Linked DNA regions of Rattus norvegicus: region 2 is linked to region 1. The links are chromatin contacts, called in public Hi-C maps. All regions are on one chromosome and are shown on one strand. The core of a region is the stretch at or near the end of the contact, and the rest is flanking DNA. Distances in the headings are between cores, read along the strand shown.

Evidence for each region. Hi-C and Micro-C count contacts between places; a contact is called where the count stands out from the background.
Region 2: a contact with region 1 is called in a Hi-C map of psoas muscle, with 7 times the contacts expected there. The contact joins two enhancer-like sites. A contact is called at or near these places in 2 of 12 Hi-C or Micro-C datasets (mammary epithelial cells and psoas muscle).

What each region holds. Positions count from the first base shown.
Region 1 is chr18:64,346,435-64,353,069 of GRCr8, reverse strand. The region is part of intron 1 of LOC102548061 (a long non-coding RNA gene); the gene reads right to left. Among named protein-coding and RNA genes, the nearest start is that of Mc2r, 59 kb to the right of the region's middle. Within about 2 kb of position 2,424, at least 10 of the 93 cell types and tissues checked have an H3K27ac peak or open chromatin away from gene starts, as enhancers often do.
Region 2 is chr18:64,808,472-64,814,842 of GRCr8, reverse strand. No RefSeq gene overlaps it. Among named protein-coding and RNA genes, the nearest start is that of Tcf4, 410 kb to the left of the region's middle. Within about 2 kb of position 3,177, at least 35 of the 93 cell types and tissues checked have an H3K27ac peak or open chromatin away from gene starts, as enhancers often do.

The DNA.
Region 1 (6,635 bases), core at 1,175-3,674:
GAAGCCATTCACAGAACGGGAAACCGGGCAGGCTTACACTGGGCACCGAGGTATGGGGAAGCTGGTCAAGTTTCTTAACTTCTCTAAACTTCTTACTCTGACCTACCAAGATGTAGATACTCACCTCACAGTGTGGGGAGAAGGGAGTCCTGATAAGCCCATGTCACTGCCCATCCCAGAAAGTACCAGAAGCAAGGGCTACAGCCTTCAACTAGCATGACCTCTGGCTTTAGGCAAAGAACAATAGACTTTCCCTGCCTCTGCTGTGGGTGTCACGAGAGTGTGGATAGAGTCCTCTTTTCCAGGGTCTCACTGGGCTTCACATACAGAGTACTCTGTTCCCTCAATCCTGTCTCATTCTCCTTATTGCTTCATCCAGAGGCTTCATCCAGGACAATCTGCTGGAGTTTCTACCTTCCGTGTGGGTCCTGGGGATTGAACTGGGGTCTTCAGCCTTGACCACAAGCACCTTTACCCACCGAGCCATCTCACCTGCCCAGAGTTCCTAACTGGCCAAGGTGCTTCCAAGTCTCACTGTTTCTAACATTTGTAAGAAGGTAAACATCCATCTATCAGGCAGGACAGAAAGACACTGGGAGATTTTCACAAGCTACCGAAGGTCATGGACAGAGCTGAGCTTACCACCAGGCCATACTCTGATGGTTCCACTGAAATACTGGGCCTAGGGTTGATGACATCATTTCGCTCCCTGTACAGCAGGATGTTGAGAGGAATGGTGTGGGAGCTGCGTCTCTTTGTTTACTCTTTCCTTAAATATTTACAGAGTACTAGCTATGCACCAAACACTCTTCTAGGCACAAAACAGCAGTGAACAAAGGAGGCAATGTTTTTTATCCTGGTGGAGTTCTGTGTGTTCTTAGGTGATTGTGGAAGGAAAACGAAGCAGGAAAGTGGGGTGTGAGGTCGGTGCACTGTGGTGGGTTGGAGCAGGGTAATTTTACACGGGTTGGCCAAGAAGGTGGAAGTGAGGTGACACCTGACGAGGATGAATTTGATGTCAGAGGCCTATGTGACATCTGGGAGAAGAAAGTCTGGAGAGCAACCACAGTCAGCAGGAAGGCTGGAGCTGGGAGTGTCCGGGAGCTCACTGAGAAGCGGCAGCTGGGCCTGTGTGACCGCAAGCCAAATGAACTGAAGAGGAGCAAGGGTGTGGTTCTGGGCCAGGTCAGGGAGCTTAGTGAGTCCTTGCTAGGATCTGCTTTTGCTCTGACCAAAATTCGGAAGCAGCAAGCAGCATAGGGGCTGGGCAGTGGGGTGTTAAATGACTTTAGCAGCTGCTCCTTTGAGCACACATTCAAATGAGATGGGAGCCCCCTCCCCCGATAGGAGTCCATTGCAACAGCACAAGTGCTTCCAGTCAGTCTATAGTAACCTCACTTCATGCCTATTCCACCGTAGAACGTGGTTAACTACTGTAGTAGCATCAAGGATGCCAGAGCCAAGGAACCTTGAAAATATCCATTGTTCTTAAGATCTAGAGCCAACCTGAACTTCCGGATCATTATAAGTCATGAGCCAGTGTCTGGATTCACATCCTCCTAACACACATCACCAGGAGAAAGCTGAAATACTTTCTCTGTTGTGGGCTAGATTGTTATCTATTTGAGGTCGAAAGCTGGCTTTCTGTAATCATTAGAATGTTGTCTACAATGCCTCTGGAGAGGAAACAGAGGGATACAAATAGGGCTTGTTTTGTAAAAAGGGTCTTTAGAAACATGAGGTGACTGGGGAAAGTGTTCAATACATCTAATTCTTCGTGAGAAAAAAACAAAACAAAACAAACAAACAAAAACATTGAAGTGGTTGATGACAACAGATTTTACATACTTAACTTCCAGACAAGACAGGTCACAACTGTGCACTGGTGGATAAGTGAACTTCTCCCTGTGCCTCAGGCACACAAACCCCAGGAAGGAGGCAGAGTGGCTCTGGGGACAGTGAGATGCCTGGGGAGACACCTCAGAATAGCCCCCCAAGCATCTATGACACTGGGGATGCCCTTTGCCAAGAAAAGACGGCGGTCAAGAATCCAGGTAAACAGTGGGGCTCTTAACTCTCCCACACTCAATGTAAGCCTTTCTCTTTAGGCAGCAGAAAGAAATATCAAACACATCCAAAAAAAAAAAAAAAAAAAAAAACCACGTATGATTTAACCAAACTCTAGATAGAAAGATATCATGAAGGCCTTTGCTGGGTTCACATGGACTTATTTTATCTAGAAAACTGGGCTTGTTAATAGCTCAAGGCCTTGGGTAAGAGCAAGCCAAGTCATATCACAGCTGTAATTCTCTTCTTCAGCACACAGACTATGTGGAAATATTTTATTTTGCTTTTATCAGTCTCCGGAGTTCATGTGATGTACTTCAAGAGCCAGCCATTCTCTGGGGCTTATGGTCTTGGCAGATGCCGCGGCGACCGTTAGAAGGTCAAACAAGTCCCACTTCCGCCCCCTCAGACCAGCTGGGATCATCCATTCCCAGACTGACTTTCGTTCCCTGAGTTAGCCTTGAGGCTCTGTCCTCTAAGAAAATGCAGCATAGCCAGATGATTTTCACCTGAGCTAGTCTCTGCCTTCCCTTTTAGGATTGTCATGAGGTCAGTTTTTGATTAGCAGAAGGCCAAATATTCCTGTCGCCTTGGAAATGCTGAGATATCCAAAGCCACGAAGTCTCTTCTTCCTCTTCTCTCCCGAGCAGTCCTACACAGCAGCACAATTCCGGTGGAGTCCACTGGGTTCCCTAGATTAGGCAAACTCGACTGTTTGGTTGGTACTTTCTCGAACACACACTGTCTACTCTTTGCTTGACGTCTTCTCGGCTGATTAAATCTTCCCCATCATGGAGTACAGAATTAAACAGAATTGCACATTGTTGCTCACTACCATAGAGTGTAGATCTGGGAATCCGAGAGGCCACACAGCCTGAACTTCTACTCCAGAGACAGATTCTCTTTACCGTGTCTTCCCACTGAGAAGACATCTATTCTATTTGTACTTAAGCCGTTCCCGTGACAAGACTCACACACAAACACACACACACACACACACACACACATACACACAGACATACACACACACAGATACACACACACAGAGACCCACACACACACAGAAACACACACACACACAGACACATACACAGACACACAGACACACACACACATACACACATACACATACACATACACAGACACACACACAAATACACACACAGAGACCACACACACATACACAGACACACACACACAAATACACACACACAGACCACACACACACACACATACAGATACACACACACACACACACTGCTCAGTAAGGAACTGACTTAAAGAGTGGGCTATTTCTTTTAGAAAGATCCTTGACAGAGTCACCCTATCTCTCCAGCTTCGCCCCATGTCCCAAAATTACTTCAACTAGTAGAACTCAACGACTCAGGATGAACATTCTCCTCTTTCTCCCAATACCCCTCTTGTCGTTGTTCCTTTTTCTGTCTCATTTGATCAAAGCCCCCTGTGAAGACTTGGAGACCTTGTAGCTCACGAGTCTGTGTCAATCAAGGATAAGGTTGGGATGACCTAACATGGGGACTCCCGATCAGACTCCAACTCAAAGAGGACATCTTCCTTGTGTGACTCCGGCTCTGTAGCTGATCACATTTTCTAAAAGTTTCTAACATGTTCCTTAAAGTTAAGACACGGGGAGTATTTCATACAAAGCCCTCAAAGGAAATAGCTACCTGCCTGGATTAACTACACAATCAGGAAAACACTTGGAAGTTTCTGCACTTAAACGCAGACGGACTACGGCATTTAAGCATGCTCTTACTGCCATCTCGTGGTCATAACTGGAAGCACATCCCACATTCAAAATCTGCAGAGGAGGTTCGAGGCTCAGGGGGTCACATGGGAATCGTCTGATTTTTCTCTTTGAACCTTTTATTTGGTAAAGCTGTACCTTAAGTTTATTTTCCAATCCACTACGCATATCTTTACTTTAGCCGTCATCGTCTTACATCTTCCACACTGGGGCTAGCTTTCAAATGAATCCCATCTATTTTCTCACAGATGTCAGAAAGGACCGCTTGTTCTCTTTTAGGCAGAAAAAAAAGGCATCTCAGGTGAGCATAAATAACTATATTTTTATCTCAAAGAGAACGCACGCTTTCACATAAATGTGTTCATCTTCGGATGTAGTTTTTAGACTTTTTTTTTTCGTTGCTGTGAAAGCTGTCGTTTATAGCTAACCTTGAGTGCATTGTTCCTCACAATTAGAAGTAGATAAGTTTCACAGGCAGAGAAGTTGACAAGTCTTTAAGGGTTCACACTTGGTTTTCCAGGAAGAGCTGACATTAATTAGAAGTGATTACACATACGTTGCATGTGTGTCTGTATGTTTCTGTTGCTGCTCGCAGACATCACAAAGGCCCTAGAAAGATTGCATGGGTTTGGTGTTTTTTTGTGTGTGTGTTTTTTTTTTTTCTTATGTTTTAAAAATAAACAATCTCCTTCCCATGTGTTGCTCTAAGCCAGCAAATCTAGGAAGCTCAGCGGGGTTGGACAAGGTCACTGCTTGTCAGGGCTCCAAGGGGAGCGGGCAACAACTCTGAGAATCAAATGCTGGCGTCCTAATCCCTCCCAGCTTGAGCTTCTCAGGCGTGAGGGGCGGCCATGCCAGCGCTGACACACGCACAGAGTGAGGCTTGCTTGCTAGCCACACTTCAACTTAGCACCATATCCTACCTAAGATACCTCGTACAGTGAAAGTACAGCCTCACCCTTGGACGGAAGGCGGAACGCCACCCAACCGAGTGTGCTCGCATCTTGGATCTAGTAAACAGGAAAAGAATCATAAAGTACACGTTCCTGCCCCAAGCGCAGGAACCATTATTGCCTTGCTATGGTTGAATTTCGTAAATGTACACTGCAGTTTACATTTAATTAAAAAATGATATATTAATACATATATATACTTAAAGTTAACAACCCCCCCCCAAACATGTGGGGATTCGTGTACATATAGACCCATCTTTATGCACCTGTGTATTTGGGTGTATACTCAGATCTACTGCGACAGAGAAGAAATAGAACACATAAATGGTGTTATATACTATAAAGACAGAGTTGGTCCATATCACTGAAAGGTGCCTGAGAAAGAAGTGGGGGCTCCCCTGCTGGAGACTGGGGCCCGGCTTGAGGATCTGACAGGATAAATGCAAAGAATAACAATATAGTATATTCGGACTTCATTTTCCATCAAAACGGAAAATGAAAGGTATCTGGAAGGCAGTCGGTCAAGTTGGATGGAAATCTACCTTACTTTCCTAAGCCGTAAATGAGAATCAACCAGACTTCAACAACCGCGGAAGCAGGAAGATGGCAGGGTGGAGTGTTTGGTCTGGGGCGTGGCTCAGAGCGAGAGCAGTTGTCTAGGATTCCGGAGGCCCTGTGTTTGCCGCCCGCTACCCGCAAAGCGAAGTTAGATGTTAGATGACTTCAAACGGCCATGCTCCTACAACTGAAGCACTAATTGCTTCACCAAAGAAGCTAAAGAGACAAAGTTCTAACCGCTAGGACAAACCCTTACAAGCATGGAGCCTTCCTTTCCTTTCCTTTCCTTTCTTTCACGGTGTTTTATTGATTATTCAGGAATTTCCCATCATGAACGCCAAGCACCCCCTCCCCACTTCCCAGACCTCCCAGGTCTGCCCAGACCTAAAAGACTCCACCCCACCCCACCCCGAAAAAAGAAAAGGAAAAAAAAAATCCAATTTGTGTTGCCCATACATGCACTGGAGCAAACTCCCAGGAACCCATCCCTTAACGAAAACTGAGTCCTTCCTCACCTGGCCAGAAGCCATCAATTCTAGAGAGTTTCACTTTAGCATCCTTATCACGATTTTTAAGAGTTCTCTTCGATGGTTTTCTGTGCACAGCCTTCGTTTCTTGTCCTGTATGGACGTGGTATTGACGAATGGAAAAGTAGCCTATTGTAGCTATCGAGAAAGTCAGCCGGAAGCAAGTGTTCGTGCTCCCTCCATTTGATCCTTGAAAGGAGTGTCCTGGCTAGACCTCAGACGGTTGCTGTTATAAATAGTCTTTCTGTAAGACTCACTGTGTATTATTCAATCCCAGTAAAGAGGCTTCCATGGACCTATCAAAAATGCTTCTAGAAGTCTGAGACTTTACCCACGGGGCTCAGCATTGGGTCTATTTGATCCCACAAAAACCTCAAAGTGCCTGTGACTGTGAAGTCCCATTGCCTTACACACTCATGCTGGGACCCTGAGAACACATATAGCCTCCCACTCGGTGACTCGGTGACAAGACACATTGGCTACTGAAGCTCTGGACCAGGTCACTGTGACCCTACATGGGCTTCTGATGATCCTGAGCAGTGTGAATCAGGGCTACCTGCTGAAATGAGTGTCAAGCCACTGCGATCTGCGGGGCCTCCTGTACCCAGTGCTCTGTCACTGTCATTGGACAGTCCTCCCGGGCTCAATGCAGGCTCACTGAGAAGCCTTTTACACTCCCAGGCTCAGCACTCGTTCTCGGTGAACACCTTGGGCCTTCCCAGGCTTGGTGCTGGTTAACCATGAACCTGCATGGTTCTCCTA
Region 2 (6,371 bases), core at 1,928-4,427, 460 kb before region 1:
TAATACAGTGTCTCTCCTAAGCCTAGGACTTCCAAAGCAGGAAAGAAGTTGCCAGCAAGCCACAGGGATCCTCCTGTCTCTGCCCATGTGGAACTAGGGTTACAAGCATGTACCAGCACCACACATTGCCCTATTTGCAGAGCAGTCGAACTCATCTCTTCATGCTCCCAAGGTACTAACAGAGCTATCTTCTCAATACTCTCCCCTACCAGTTCTTCCATTGGATCTTTCCTGACTTCTCGCCAGGTTCATGCCAAATGGGTAAGCCTTCTCCAACAGCCAGGAAAGATCGGTGACCAAGGAGCAATTTCCACATTCTGGGAAATGTGTTATGCAGTATAATTTAGTTTTCTTCCTCTCCCTCCCTCCTCCCTCTCTTCTCCCTCTCTCCTTCTCATCCATTTCCTAAGCCAACAGAGTTACCATTTATAGAAAAGGGGACCATCAAGACACACAGATCCCTAAGATTGTACTTGCAGCTATGCCAGGCCGAAGCAATCGAAAGCTGATACTGTTTAAAATGATCAATAGCTCCTGAATGAGTGATTTCAAAATTCTTTTCATTTGGGATTTCCAGAACAACATGAGTTAGCCTATCATTAGTCTTCTCTTTGGTCATCTAACACTGTCTTTGAAGTCTTCATAAGGGTTTGTGTTCATCTTGGGATGTTGAGTTGTAATGCACAGTAATGATGACTTACAGTTTCGGTCCTTCCTGCACCCAGTGCATTAGTCAGGCACAACAGACACTCAAATGGATCTCTTTCACATCATAAACCTTGAAGATAAGAAAACCTTGTCTTATCATCTGACTTGGAGCTCAGTAGCCTGTCTCCTGCTGCTCCAAAAACATCATTTAACTTTAGGCTACGGGGAAAAGAAGCTTGACACTGTGTATTCTAGAAGCAACCATCTTAAACAGCTTATCTTCTATTTTTATCTCTCTTTTTAGATCTCTGTGCTGTCTTTCGTATGTCAGATTTGTCTTGTTTGTTAATACTCTCTGGCTAGACTCAGTGACTAACGTTCCACAGTACCTTCTACAAAGTCTCCTTCGAGGGATAAATGTTGGCTCTCTGCACACAGATTAGATTTTAGATAATGGTAGGGATTGTGTATCGTGTTTATTTTAGATCCCTCTTCCTACTTACCACAGTGCTAACTACCTTAGAAAGAATTAACAAAGACTGCTTAATATTTTAACAAATTAAATACTTTTTATAACCTGAGAATGAATTATAAAAGATGAACTACAGGATGGAATTTAGGAATTTAGTCTCCCTTGATAGGCCAAGCAAAGGATTTGATTAACCAGGCCACTAGTTGAATAGTCACCACTGGTATACATTTGTGTGTAAGAGGATATCAGGGTGTGCTTTCTACTCAAGAAAATTAGAAGTGTTTGTTTTCTTTTGGTTTATTGTAAATACTTCTAATTTGCCATACATTTACTAGATATGGCCCGTAGAATACCACCATTTTTAAACCCAGATAACTGTAAACAAAGGAGGGGACAGTAGCTTCCGTGAGAACACCTAGCAATTAGTAATTCTTTCAACGCTAAACACAGTTGGTCTTCACGAAGTCATTCTAATTTAGGCTGATTGTTTGACAGAAATGGTTTACAATGCAGACAATTTGGGGTCAAGAGAAAAAAATTACATATTTTTAAAGCAAAGACCGTAGAGAGTTGGAGTTCCTAGGAAGGGCCACTGTACCATCATGTGGTCCACAGTCTCATTGCCATCCTGCGGATGGTTCATTGAAGGACAGTAATGAGAATTTCTGCTTTCTGTCCTTGAAATTTCATTACTACTTTATAGATCATGGGATAGCTTCCCCTTCACAACTAGTTGCTTGAAGATGCAAAAGTCAAACAAACCAGAGCATCCCACCCACCAGTGATCCCATCCTGGCCTGACGTTTTGGAAACATTGCAGGAGTTGCTTTCAACCCCTGAAGCAAGAGGAGATCATGAAGTCTTCTGTGGCAATAAACCATGCCAGAATCTGTGTTGGCTATTGTCAACTTTACACAAACTAGTCACCGGGGAATATTGAACCTCAATAAGGAGCTGCCTCCATGAAATTGGCCTGTGAAATGTCCCTGGAGCATCTTCTTGATTAACGGTTGAGGTCACAGAGCCTGGTCCACAGAGGAGACTGCTACTTCTAGGCAGGTGGCCCTTGGATATATAAGAAAGTAAACTGAGTAAGCCAGTCAGCAGCATTCCTCCACGGCCTCTGCTTCAGATCTTGTTTCCGAGTTTGTGCTTGGGTCTTGCCCAACTCCCAGTGATGGACAGTGACTGGGAAGTGTAAGCTAAATAAACCCTCTTATCTCCCAAGTTCCTTTTTGTAAATATTTTATTTTAGCAACAGAAAAACAATTGGACAGAATCTTTCTAGAAAGCAAAGGAAAATTAAAGTCCCTTTCAATAAATTTCTCAAGAGGCCCCCCTCCCCCATAATCCAATTGCAAAGTAGTATAAATGTTAACTCCATCTAATGTTCTAAGAGTTAGTTACAGCAGTATGAGGTGTTGCTAGGTCTGTGCCCTCCAGAACATCACTGTCTCTTGCCTTATGAACACTGGATGATATTTGAGCAGTTTGCACTCAATGGAGCTAACCATCCTTCCCAGCCTAACGAGTAGGTCTTCTGTTACTTGTCCTCAGCTAAGAACGAGAGGACCCAGATGATGCCAAGACTTTCTGGAGATCTGGAGAATCAAGTTTGAGCTTTTCCTCCATACTCACGCCCTGTCTTTCCCTGCAGTAAACATCTTAGCCTCGGTCAGTGATACTTAAGTCAGTAATATCTTAGGCAGGGCTAAGCCAATCAGCCCGAAGAGGTAACTACAGCAAAAGCGTATTGCTAGAATCTGCTCATAACCTCATTATGTTCTATTCCAGGAGGTGTGGCTGAAAAACTTACCTGATTGCAGATACAAAAGGGTGTCTGCATATCATTCTGGGTTTCAGAATCCTAGCCTGATGCTTATAATACGGTTGTATTTCCACTGTAGGCTCCCTAAACGCTATAGCCCAACAATGTTCAGGGCAAGGCGATGCTGACCATATTTATACGCCTCTTGTAAGTTACCAGAGGGTGATTCTCCAGCACAGGTCTGTGGAGTTTCACAAATCCAGAGAGGCAGAGAGAGACCTGGCCAGGAACACACAGGAAGCTGGAGCAGCGCCACCTGCAGGATCCTGGAGGCTGGGAATCCGGATGTGCACAGATTCCTAGGAGACCAAAAAAAAAAAAAAAAAAAAGCCAAAGCAGCTTAAATGGTCAAAGAACACAGCATAAAGTGAGCTGCAAGGGTCAGATCTGGAAGGGAGCCCAAGTCTGAGTCTCCCCGTCCATCTGGGGATAAACTTGGCTCGTAATCAGGCCTGACAATTAGGCCGTACAGTTAATATTTTTACAGCTGTTTTATTAATAACACATACAGTGCATCCAGCCAGGATTTGTTGGAGACACCTCAGGAAAACGAATGATGTAAATAACAGATGGATGTAGAATATTCCTACAAACAGGCATAAAGATATTCCCTTCTTGTTTAAAAAGAATTTAAATAGACAGATTGTAGATAAACAGGCAGACAGAAACGGGGAAAGAGAGAATTTACGATTTTTGAGGTAGTGGTTGCATGCGTTCACACGGCGGCAGAAAGCATGGACACAAACACCCCTGCTCTCTGTATGGCGATGTGACTCAGAGCTTTGGCTTCGGGAAGACAAACTTCCTTGGTGGAAGGGGGGTGGCTCGCACAGTCAGGGGAGCCATTAGAAGCAGGTGCAGGGAGGCCATTTCTCCGATCGTCCTCAGGAACGTGGTGGGGTCCAGAGAGGTTTCAGAGCCTAGTCAGACCTGCTTTAGCCCAGCCTTGACCCAGCACAGAGCCCAGGAGTGGACCGCCTGCTTTCGGCCTCTGTCAATCATTTAGTGGATGGCCTGCGCACTCTCCAATTTCACATGCGAGCTAGGAGCCGTGATATTTCAATTTGAAAAGAGACGTTAAAAATTCAGGAGCTTCCTCGTCTTTTGTTTTCACTCCTACTATCTTTTTTTTCCCCCTGTACTGCTTTTTCATGAGCGTGCTGCACTGTGCTCCTTCCTTACTTTGCAACCAGATGGCTCAGGAATGAAGAACAAAGGCCACTAAAAAGTGGGCGGGGAGAGGGGGGCGGGGGGGGGGCACAGGGCTGAAAGTCAAGAGGAAATCTGAGATGGTAGCACAACTCAGTTGTTTAATCACCAGTAATTCCGGGATAAATTATGAACCTAGGACAGATGTCGCTCTTCCCAGCGACCCTCTGTGCGAGGTGTGCTTGTTTGTGCTGTGTCTTTGCCGGCGACATAGACACACACAGGCCCAGTTTTGTTTGCAGCGGTGAGGTCTTAAGGTAGTATCCTGCTATTTTCTGTGCATCTTCTTACTTCCCTGCACATGTCAAAAGGGGAGGGGGCGCCTGTCATGGGAGGGAGAATTGCCAAGCAACAACATCATCATCATCATCATCATCATCATCACCATCATCATCATCATCATCATCATCATCATTGTTGTCGTCGTCGTCCCCCTGCCTGGACATTACAGTACAGTTGACCAAATAGCTCAGAGTTGGAACGAATGGCAGTTCCCAACTGAGTGACCTTGGGCAGGTCACTGACCTCTTCGCTTTTAGCTTCCTTTTCAGACTGTCTCCCTGCAAAGGGACACTGTGGCTGCTAACCGGGTAATATCTTGAAAACGGGAACAGGCTCTGTGGGAAGACTGTGGTCATCTTAGACGTGACAAAGAGGAGTCCTCAAGGCTTTGCTTTCTGACAATTGTCTGCTTAATTTCCTGTTGCACTTAGCCCTTGACCTAACCTGCCTTTCCAGATGAGACCTTGGAACCTTTGCCTTAAAAGAGTCCCTATGTGAACCACAGTGAATCTTTTGTCTGAGCCACCAATTGCACTTACTGTATACAAGTCATTATTGTCACCCATTGCACTTACTGTATACATGTCATTACTGTCACCCATTGCACTTACTGTATACATGTCATCAAAACCCTGTTAGTTTCCAGGATGATCTCCCAGCTGCTTGGTTTATTTTGTTGCTCCTACGTGACCCATAGGAAGATTTCCTTTTGTTTCCTTTCCTTTCCTTTCCCTTCCTTTCCTTCCTTTCCTTCCTTTCTTCCTTCTTTTCTTCCTTCCTTCTTTTCTTTCTTCCTTTCTTTCTCTTTTTCTCTTTCTTTCAATTGGGGATTTCTGCACACACAAAGCCATAAGACAAAAGGAATGGCTATTGAAAGATAAAACTCCATACAGTTCAATTGGACTAAATAACTTGAGAGAGGAGATATTTGGATTACACACAAAAGTTTCTTTCTGCCTCCTTGGTATGTTGGCCCCCCCCATCCCTGGGCATGTGTGGGAATGACAAGTAAATAGTGAAGATTCTAGCAAGGCTTCTGAGTACCTGAGTCCTTCCTCCCTCCTCTGTAGTCTTCAAAGTAAGCTACATTTCTTCCTTGCTTCAAGGTGCACAGTTCTAATTCCTCTTTTCATTGAAACGGTTGAAACCATTCAGAAAATTTCGAGGCCTAAGTTTAATTTTATATGAAACTTGTGTATGAAAATACAAGCCTGCAACTTGTATTTTCTTCTACACTCATAAGGATTCTGGGAACCAAAACAGAAATTTGTATATAAATGATTAAAAGAGATAGACTATTTTTATCTTGTATGTGTGTATGTGTATGTATATGTGTATGTGCATATGTGTATGTGTTTATGTGTTTATGTATTTATGTGTGTGTATGTGTGCATGTGTTTATGTGTGTGTGTACATGTGTGTATGTGTTTATGTGTGTGTGTATGTGTGTGTATGTGTATGTGTGCATGTATTTATGTGTTTATGTGTGTGCATGTGTGTGTGTACATTCATGCATATGGCACACATGTATAAGAGTCATAAAACAACACGGAGTATCAGTTCCTGCTCTCCCTCTTGTCTGAGACAGGGGCAATGTATCTTCAATGCTGCCTGAATCATGTTTGCTGGTCTAAGAGCTTCTGGAGACGCTCCTCTCTCACTGGATTCCAGCACTGGACTCCAGGTGCCTGCCACTATGTGTGTTCACATGGGTTCTGGGAATTCAGAGAGAGAGGTACTCAAGCATATACAAGTACTTTTACCCTCTGAGCCATCTTCCAGCCCTAGAGAGGATTTTGAGGAGCACAGTGCTCCTACCTAAATGTCCAGGTACTGGGATGACTCACTCTCAGACTCTGCATGAGACCTCTGCTCATCTGTACCACTTGCTAACTGATGCTCAAAATCTTGCAGGTCTGGCAGCAAATCATG